Linked DNA regions of Lactuca sativa: region 1 is linked to region 2. The links are chromatin contacts, called in public Hi-C maps. All regions are on one chromosome and are shown on one strand. The core of a region is the stretch at or near the end of the contact, and the rest is flanking DNA. Distances in the headings are between cores, read along the strand shown.

Region 1 (5,240 bases), core at 253-2,752, 520 kb before region 2:
TAGTGACCGTATTTCTGGAACTCCCACTCGCTATTATCTACAGAAATAAAAGTTGAAACAATTTTATATTTTAATAAAAAAATAAAATAAAAAAAAAGTGGTGTGTGGTGTGTAAATTGTTATTATTAAAGGAAGAAATAGAATGATGGTTGGGTACCAAGAGGGCAAACTTGACGTGTTTTTAGCCAGCGGCTAATGCAGTGGAAATGGAAAGCATGGTTACATACACCTGTCAAAATATCAACAAGCATTGTAGGCTATATTCAAAACAATGAAACATAATATTTAGTCTCATAGTCTCTACAAATTAATGTAGAATAACTAAAACATCTTTATAGAAAACAATGCTTATTTTGTTTCAATAAGTATTGTAAGCATGATTATGGCTATAAACATACTTCTTAAGAGAATTTTACAAAAGTAGCCAAAATAAGCATATTTCATGGTCATAAGAGGAAAACTAACTAAAATATTTAATTTTTATACCAACACACTATTGGGCTGGAGGACTGGATATGGGCCGAAAATAAGCCTATTTCATAGTCCATATTGGGAAATTAGCTAAATCCACAAGTGGCCTAAATCAACTGCTATGGATAAAATTGGCTAAACTTATTCAGATTATTTTTGCTATATTTGTATCTTTTTCTTTTACTAAAGATCTGAAAACAATTAATGCTCATCTATGGCAAAATTCACAGCAAATTATCCAGAGCACTCATTCCCCTTTCACAAGTTCTTGTGATTCCTCCACTTAAGAAAACTGATTAATCCACATAAGGTATGCACCTTTATAGCTATCATATAACTCAGTAAAACATGTATTTTATTTTATGTGGATGGATTAAATTCTTAAGTGCAAGAATCACACCCCTTTCACAAAAATTGGGGAAAAAGTACACTTAGAGTACAACGATTTTAGGATCCTCAACGATATTCACAAACACATAATTCAATACATAACAAACACGGATATGAGAATACTATTGGAAAAAATTAGGGTTCAGGGACGAAAGCTTACCCCAAGCCACAGTACACTCCTCGCTAGTAGCGCTGGCCTGATTAGCTTGGCACTCGATACCTGATCAAAATTCAAAGCAACACATAAGTGATAAGACTACAGCGATCGAACGAGTGGAATTGATTTTTTTAGTAAACTACACTCACATAGATCCATGATGTGGTTTCTACAGATCGCGCAATTGTCAACCACGATATCTGCAGGAAGAACATCAAATCGTTATTGAAATCACAACAGACGGAAAATCAGAATTAGGAATTTGCAAAACAAACCCCAAGCCCAAAGTGCGACAGCGTTCCACTTCTTGATTTCAAAACGCTTGGGTTTCTTCGAAGAAGAAGAGGCCACGGCTGAAGATGAAGAAGGTCCTGGAAGACTAGATGCGTCACTGGCCGGAACCATCGTCACGTCGGAATCCATTGACGTCTACGGTCGCCGGGAAATTTGGCTAGGTCAAGAGTCTAAAGAAACAAATTAATTTCTGGTGGATTGATAGTGATTTAAAGTTTAAACCCTCGGGATTTGGCTCAATTATTTACTATTCTGGTCCCTGAACTATTTCTAACAATTCAGTTTTTGTCTACGATAAATTATATCTAATTCTTTCGCCCTTAATTGGAATGAAAATCTCTATGACATGATCGATGTTACAACTCATAAATGAGAACTTGACATCTAGAAAAATCAAAAATTCTTTCGCCCTTTATTATTTATGGTATCAAGTATATCTTTTAAATTGAAAATTTAAACGGCCTAATTACTGATCTAAGCCAATTTAAGAAAGTAATTAATCATTTTTAACCAAAAATTAGGAATTGTCTCAAAATAACCCACGAAACTGTAGGTTTTTAAAATCGTCTACTGTTTCGTGCTTAATATCAATGTTTTGAAAACCGGACCGGAGATCGAACCGGTCGTTTTACTGGTTCGATGGTTCAAGTGGTCCAGCCGGTCGAACCGATCTAAAAACCGGAAAAACCGGATGATGTCATAATTATATTTAATTATATAAAAAATACAAAAAATAAAAAATATATATATATTTTTTAAAATTTCCGGTTTTGACCGGTTCAACCGGACCGGTTGTTACTGGTTTTCACCGGTTCACACGAATACCAGTTTTTTTGGCCTTTAAAAACCAGATCCGGAAATGGTTCCCGGTTGAACCGGCAGGTCCGGTCTAGTTTTCAAAACATGACTTAATATAAAAAAAAATCATTTTGAAGATATAAAATCGTAGGATTTTTTAAAACCTACGGTTTTCTCTCTATAAAATACGATTTCCCAAACCGTAGCTTACGATTTTGGGTTAAATTTACGGTTTTTTTATGAAAACTACGGTTTTGTGTTGAAGTCTACGGTTTTGGGTTAAAAAACTACGGTTTTGTGCATTGTGGACTTGTACACCGTAAGTTTCGTAAGAAACCTACGATTTTAATTTTTTTTTTCGGTTTTTTCAAAAAAAAAAAGGTTATCCTCATATACAAAAACTACTCATAATCAACAATACGGTAAATTTTTTAATTAAAAATGGACGTATCTCGTTGTTCTTCGAGTGCTCTATTGAGAAAAAATAGTAGACAATGGAAGAAAAAATGAGGAACAAGTAACATAAAGTGAAAAATAAAACATTATATACTATGGATCAATGGATCACACAACAGTAGATGGGCCACGAAAGAGTAGTCCATTGCGACGAAATAGTAGTTTTCCAAGGTTGACTGTAGTCAACTCTCGTTGACCGTAGCCAACCCTAACCTATCTACTATTTTGTGGGCTAGGTTTGGCTAATGTGTTTTTTGGCTAATTTTAGATAGGTAATTAATATATTTAGCTAGTTTCCCCCAATTTAAACTATAATTATCTTCATAAATGGATAAGGTTGTTTAAAATGGAATAATTATCTAAAAATGGCATAAAAACAAATTACTATTAAAAATTTTGTGACATGATATTACGGTCACAACTCACAAATGAGAATTTCACAATTAGGAAAATCATAAGGTTTAGAAAAATATAATATGTTGTTGATATGTTAAGTTTTATTTTTTCATCTTCCATTTCATTTCATTTCAAAATAAATCAATAAATATCGATGGAAGACAACCGACAACAAGTTACACCGCTAGTCAGTGGCAAATGTAGAAAGTTTGAGTAGTGGTGATACTAAAAAAAATTCAAACAAATCTAAAATAGTAGTGATATTTATATTTTAAGACGTTGCACCTAATAGAAAAAAAAAATTACATTAACGGTCGGAATCGGAGTGGTGGCCCAGGGCACCCTGGTACCACATAAGTCTGCCACTGTCGCTAGTCCTTTCTGGATTGCAAAACTAATTTTTTTAAAAACAATATTCGTGGATCTAGAAGATATAACATTACTATGCATAACCCGTTGGACTCTGTTGAATAATTTTAGCGCCTCTGGTGCGAGAATAATTTCAATGCATGCATTCCCGTGTTTTGTCACTTTTCATGCGACGATTTTCAAAGCAGCATTTCTTGCTGTGAAAACCTCACTCCTCAAACCCACGAGAGGGGAGACCCTAGTAAGATCCATATAAGCGTGTTTCCCTCATATCCATCCAAATACTAAAATATCAGTCGACGTAAATATGAATCTTCCATCCAACAGGTCGGTCAAAAAATTTAAAACCGCTTCTTTCTGGATGGAAATATCAGCACACCGACATATATCAAAGAGAACATCCCTAACTGCATCATATCGATACTTGAAGCTAAGGAGTTATCTACAATGAACTACATGTTCCCTAAAAGTGTCCAAGCATGTCTTGCAGTAAACTAGACATATCTAATCAATCAGGAATAGAGGAATGATGAGGCAGGATCGAAGGATGGTACAGTATGCCACAGAAGACATATGTTGGCTGAGGGCATCGATATGAATAATTAGCAGAAAAATTTATTTATTATTTCTTTAACTTGGATTATTTCTTTTAATTATAAATTCAGTTATTAATTATTTTCGTAAATAGAAAATATTGTTTTCAACCAAGTAATTATCTAAAATCGTTTTAAAAGTGAAAACACAACAACAATAGACGTCTATTTCAATGGTGTAAAGGCGAGGTGGATGTTGGCGGTTATTTTTACACCTAATAGTTGTATAACTATTTCATATTTCATCTAGATAATAAAACACAATTAAAATTAAAACGATTCATTACTAATTACATTCAATGTAGTTTTTTTTAATGTTTAATTACATTATCAATATAGTCTTGCATATCAATTAATAATGATTTATTTTTTTAATCACACGCATGTTAAGCATATTTTAAGGGAGAATTTGATATATGCCCTTTTTAAACATCAAAATATCATATTTATTCAACTTAATTTCTAAATATTATATTTACCCTTCATAAAATTTTTAAATATCATATTTACCCTTCATAAAACTTCAAAATATCATATATGTCATTTTTAAACATCAAAATATCATATATGCCCTGCTTAAATATCAAAATATTGTATATGTACTTTTTAAACATCAAAATATTCATGGTAATATCTAAAATATCCTCCATCTAAAACATGATAATAATAAAAAACAACAAAAACTAAACAATCAAAATATACATTCCATAGAGAGTGTTGAAGATAAATATTTTTGGTTGTCAAGAGGGTGACATTCCAACAATTTAAAAGTTCACATTCCATTATCATAGACGTAAGGATAATATGGTTAAAATTTTTAATTATTATAATAATTCTACGGTATAAAAAATGATTATAAAATATTAAAAACATTATAAAAAATGATTTGGGCAAAATCTGATATTTTGAAGGTTTATGAAGGATAAATATGATATTGAGAAATTAAGATGAGTGAATATGGTATTTTGAAGTTAAGGAGGAACATATATAAAATTCTCTATACTTTTAAATCTATATCTTCATTTACCATAAAGCCTTGTTCTCGAGTTCACTAAAAGAAATAAAAAAAAATGAGAAAAGAAAAAAAAATAATAAGAAGAAGGGGGGGGGGGGGGGTGATCTTCCTTTCTCTTTGTCCTTAATTCCTCCTTATTTGGAAGGAGAATTTATAAGGAATATTAGGGCGTGTTTGTTTCACATGATTCCTAAGGAATTAAAAGGAATTGCAAACAAAAATCAAAAGCAAAACGTGTTTGGCTGATCAAATGAATGGAATTAGATTTCCTTAATAACAATTTCATTCCTTATTTGAAAGA
Region 2 (5,280 bases), core at 1,202-3,701:
TTTGTTTAAATGACACGAAGTGTTCATATTTATAATCTAAGCATGCCACGTTGTGGGATATATGTGTTAGGTCGTGGTGGTCAAGTAAACCCCAATTTCTCCATGTGTCACACTCTCCCGCCAAGTGTCCCGATAACTTGCCTTATACCATGTCATGGTGAATCTTCTACCATATCCTGGTGATCATATTGCCATGTGTCGCTCTTTGGTTTACACGTGTCTCGGTGAGTCATTTATTTTCACGTCGTGGTAAACACACCACCATGTTATGGAAATCATAAAGTTGATAATTGACTTTGACTTCCGTTGACTTTCTCAAAATAGAAACATACTTTCATCTCAACATCAAACGGACATAACTTTCTCACATGAACTCCGTTTTTGACGATCTTTATATCCATGCATTCATCTTTAAAAAATATATCACTTTCTCAACTCCATTTTGCTAAAAAGCAATACCTTGTTTAAAGCAAATCTATGCTTTATTTTACTTACTAGTCTCACATCAATTTACCTCTTTCGAAATAATACGTGTTACGAAAAATAAGTGTTACATCATCAAAACCGAAATCTCATAACTACGAATGAAGTTGTTGCTTGAGGATTGATCTAGAAATGAGAAATGGTGTAATAATCTCAAAAAAGACATTAGATTTGATATATTGATTTCATATTAGAAGGATTTCACAAACCATAGACCATGTAATGAATAGATAAGAGAAAAATTATACCTTATGAAGCTAGGAGATTGTGATAATATGACTAGTTTTCACTAACTAAACTTGGAGACTCAAACAACAAGGAGGATGAGAAATCACCATCATCTAAGCTCTCCATAACTAAACAAAATAAATTGTTTAATTAATCAGGGGAGAAGAGTTTCTCATCTTAAGCAATTTTTTTTGAAAATGGCAAGAATGGTCCCTCTAGACTTTGCTTTTACCACGATTTGGCATGGAATACTAACTACTCCTTAAAAATTTATTTAAATATCATTTGACCAAAATTTATGACTTTCAAGTTCTATTTGGTCAATAAGAATAAAATCTTAACTTTTCTAAATTGACAACTTTGGTTCGTATAGCATAACTTTGTCAATTTGACTATCAAACTTATAAATAGAGTTATCAATATTTTTTACTATTGTTGAATTAAGTTATATCTAAATTTTTTTAATTAATTTTATTTTTTATTCATTTCTAATTTTTTTTCTAAAAAGGACAAAAACTTATATGTCAATTTGACGATGTTACATTCAACACTGACAAAAGAGCAAAGGTCAAACTGCTCAGTTATCTCCAAAACATTCGATGACCAAAGAAGAAAACAATTTTCCTAAGAATTCATTTTTTGTATAGAAAATTGAAGCAATAAAGAAGATGATGAAAAAGGAGATATAAAACCCTAATAATCGAAGGCTTTTTAAGAACACCAAAAGTTAGGATAATCATATTATTGTTAAATCAAATTAATGTGGTGAGATGGTTTGAATGCGGATAACAATTATGTGTCAAATATAGGCACGTATACCAACATAGAATAGATGCACCCATACAATTTACGTATGGTAATGTCATCTTTTGCACACTACCACAATTCAGATTAAGGATCAAGTGTAGACCCATATCAAAGCAAACAAAAAGCGATACCCAAAAGTATAGGCATAACCTACGAACATAGAGTTCCACTTCTTGCAAAATTTGGGAGACATGCGACCCATACATGTTCAAAATATATATTAACTATATAAAGACAAACCTATACTATCCAAATATACACAAACAACCAACTCATCACATACAAGTATATCGTATGTAAGATACTTACTCTCTATAATCTAAGTATTTCGTATTCATAAATACCTTTGTATGCAATATCATAACACATGATCATTTACCTTTGTACGCTGCACTTCACTCAAAATAATAACTTAGAGCATCTACACCGGGCATCTACACCGGTGCAAGTTTAACATCTTGCAAAAAAGCAACATGTGATTTGATAGATTAAAATAATATTATAAACCTACTTGCAACTTGCAAGTCTTTTAAATATTGAAAGATGAAGTCCTAAGTGGCAATCTATATATGCTTAGTGGCATTGCAAATTTTTTTTGAAAGGCCCGATGTGGATACTCTTAACTTTCACATAGTATTTTTAGGATAATCATAACCCTTTCTTTCGGGTTCACTTCACAAGTGATAGTGACAATGCTATTTACCCCAAGCCCAACTAACCTTGCCATGGAGATATAGGGTGATGTTTTGTCAACATCACTTGTGTTTAAAACCGTATTATTTTACTTTTCCTATAAGGTAAGGACTCACATGCATCTTTTAGCGGAATAGGGTTATAATTAGCATTTTTGTGAAACACAAGGACAAAAATGGGTCCTTTCAAATTCTTCCCCACTCTCCACGCACCTTCATCGGCCGCGTTTTGACTCGCAAAACCAGAAACTCGGTTTGACAAGAAATGTTTTTACTCCCCAAATCAGACCACCGATCTTCCAGTCTTCCTCACATATATATGAATGAAGACGAGAAAACGATGGAACGGAATAACTACGAGAAAGCGATCATAAATTCAAAAGTGTTAAACGTGGAGTGTGTGCGCAGTAGACTGACATGACTGGCCGGTGATTTCGTCATCTTCTCCACTTTTCTCATTCTTGTGTGTGTATATATATGTTGGACCCCCAAAGCATATTCTTTCATATCCACCAAACTCTGTTTTTCCCAATTTGTCTCCGTTGATTAAGAAAACCCACTTCAGTTTCATCCGGAATAAACTGGAATTAAGATGGCACTTGTAAAAGAAATCACGGGGTGTTCTATAGTGGAGAAGTCGTCATTTCTTGGTCACCAAAATCGGGTTCAATTTTCTGTAAACCCTGTTAGGTTTCCGCTTGATAAAACGAGGTCGAGGTCAAGTAGGTTGAAGAAAGGTGTTAGAACAACGAGTCCGGCGGTGGTGGCAGCAATCAGTGAAGATTTGGTCAAAATTGTGAGAATTGAAAAACCGGTCACGTTTAAGGTGAGAGCTGTGTTGACTGTTAGGAACAAGAACAAGGAGGATTTTAACGAGACAGTTTTGAGGAAAATAGATGCTTTTACCGATCAGATCGGGAGAAACGTTGTTTTGGAGCTTTACAGCAACGATATTGATCCAAGTAAGCCAACTGTTCGATGATATGCCTCTGTGAATCTTATCATTTTAATTCAAAGCCAAAACGATTAACAAAGAATGTTCTCGAATTGGGTTTTTCATTCTCTCTTACTAGATTACGTTATTAACTTTCTAATCAATTTCTATTTTTTGATCTTGAAGAAACAAGAGCTCCAAAGAAAAGCAAAGAAGCTGCGATTAAAGATTGGTCAAAGAAATCGAATCTAAAAACTGAAAGAGTTAATTACACCGCTGATATCTCGGTGGATTCAGAATTCGGAATCCCTGGAGCAATCACCATTACCAATAAGCATCAAAGCGAGTTCTTCTTAGAGACGATCACCATTGAAGGATTTGCATGTGGTCCTGTTCATTTCCCCTGTAATTCATGGGTTCAATCCACCAAAGATCATCCAAAACCCAGAATTTTCTTCTCTAATCAGGTAAATTCAAGACTTTTCCCACATACATACATTCCTAGTCAAATCTTGATTATTTTTAAGTCGTTATTATTCAACTAGTAAAAACCAGCAGCCAAAGAATCCTAAAATAAATCAAGAAAGTCAAGATTCAAACTTTCAAAGTCAAACCTTAAATTTCCATCAGATAACTTATCACAAGTTGAATATTCCCTGGTCTTTAAAAAATACCCAATTTGGATTCAAAGTCTTTCGCTTTCATTAATCAAATTATAACTTTCTTTTTTCCTATTTGCAGCCATATCTGCCTAATGAAACTCCATTAGGATTAAAGTCTTTAAGAGACAAAGAGCTTAAAGATTTACGAGGTGATGGAGATGGAATCAGAAAGTTGTCAGATCGAATCTATGATTACGATGTTTATAATGATTTGGGAAATCCCGATAGAGGAAATGACTATATTAGGCCTTCACTTGGAGGTGATAAAATCCCTTATCCAAGAAGATGCCGAACTGGACGTGTACCTAGTGATACTGGTATATTTATTTATATAAATATAAATATAAATTTTATGGTTATATTCATTTGATATATAATATATATTTTATTATTTATAGATATTAAAGCTGAAAGTCGTGTGGAGAAGCCATTACCGATGTATGTTCCAAGAGATGAACAATTTGAGGAGTCAAAAGCAAATGCATTTTCAACAGGGAGATTAAAAGCTGTGTTACATAATTTATTGCCATCAATAGTGGCAAGTATTTCTAAAAAACACGACTTTAAAGGGTTTTCACAGATCGATAGTCTTTATAGTGAAGGAGTTCTTTTAAAATTAGGGCTTCAAGATGATCTCTTGAAGAAGCTTCCATTGCCTAATTTGGTCACTAGGTTACAAGAATCTAGCCAAGGTGGTGGCCTTTTAAAATATGATACCCCAAAAATTCTTTCAAGTAAGTTTTTTAAATTACGGATTTATGATTATATTTTTAAAAAAAATTGGAAATTTACGAATGATTATGATTTTCAGAGGATAGATTTGCTTGGTTGCGTGACGATGAATTCGCCAGACAAACACTTGCGGGGGTGAACCCGGTCAGTATAGAAAAGCTCCAGACTTTTCCGCCTGTCAGCAGGCTTGACCCTGATAAATATGGCCCACAACAGTCTGTTCTTCGGGAAGAACATATTGCGGGCCATCTTGATGGAATGACAGTACAACAGGTAACATTTTTTATATTATTTACAAATAATAATAATAATAATAATAATAAAAAAAAATAAAAAAAATAAAAAAAACTAACCTCTTTCATACTATTAACTTACAATTATTTTGAATGATTTTATAACAGGCAATTGAAGAAAATAAGCTCTTCATAATCGATTACCATGACATATACCTACCATTTCTCGATCGAATAAATGCACTCGATGGACGTAAAGCATATGCAACACGAACAATCTTCTACCTAAATCCATCAGGCACACTCATGCCAATTGCAATCGAGCTCAGCCTTCCACAAGCATTACCTGGTTCAGAGTCAAAGCAAGTAGTTACTCCGCCGGTTGACGCCACCGGAAACTGGATGTGGCAGCTAGCCAAAGCTCATGTATGCTCAAATGACGCCGGCGTCCACCAACTCGTGCACCACTGGTTACGAACACATGCTGCTATGGAACCTTTCATATTAGC

What was found. Hi-C and Micro-C count contacts between places; a contact is called where the count stands out from the background.
Region 1: a Hi-C map of seed shows a contact between it and region 2, with 4 times the contacts expected there. The contact joins the promoter of LOC111902717 here to the promoter of LOC111921376 in region 2. A contact is called at or near these places in 2 of 4 Hi-C or Micro-C datasets (leaf and seed).

The regions. Positions count from the first base shown.
Region 1 is chr4:163,542,866-163,548,105 of Lsat_Salinas_v11, reverse strand. LOC111902717 (RING-box protein 1a) reads right to left here and starts at 1,502. Exons shown (of 5, transcript XM_023898531.3): 1 at 1,294-1,502; 2 at 1,168-1,218; 3 at 1,022-1,081; 4 at 158-229; 5 at 1-37. The coding sequence starts at 1,441.
Region 2 is chr4:163,022,279-163,027,558 of Lsat_Salinas_v11, reverse strand. It overlaps LOC111921376 (lipoxygenase 1, chloroplastic), which reads left to right and starts at 2,451. Exons shown (of 7, transcript XM_023916937.3): 1 at 2,451-3,172; 2 at 3,331-3,611; 3 at 3,886-4,123; 4 at 4,205-4,540; 5 at 4,618-4,811; 6 at 4,940-5,280. The coding sequence starts at 2,803.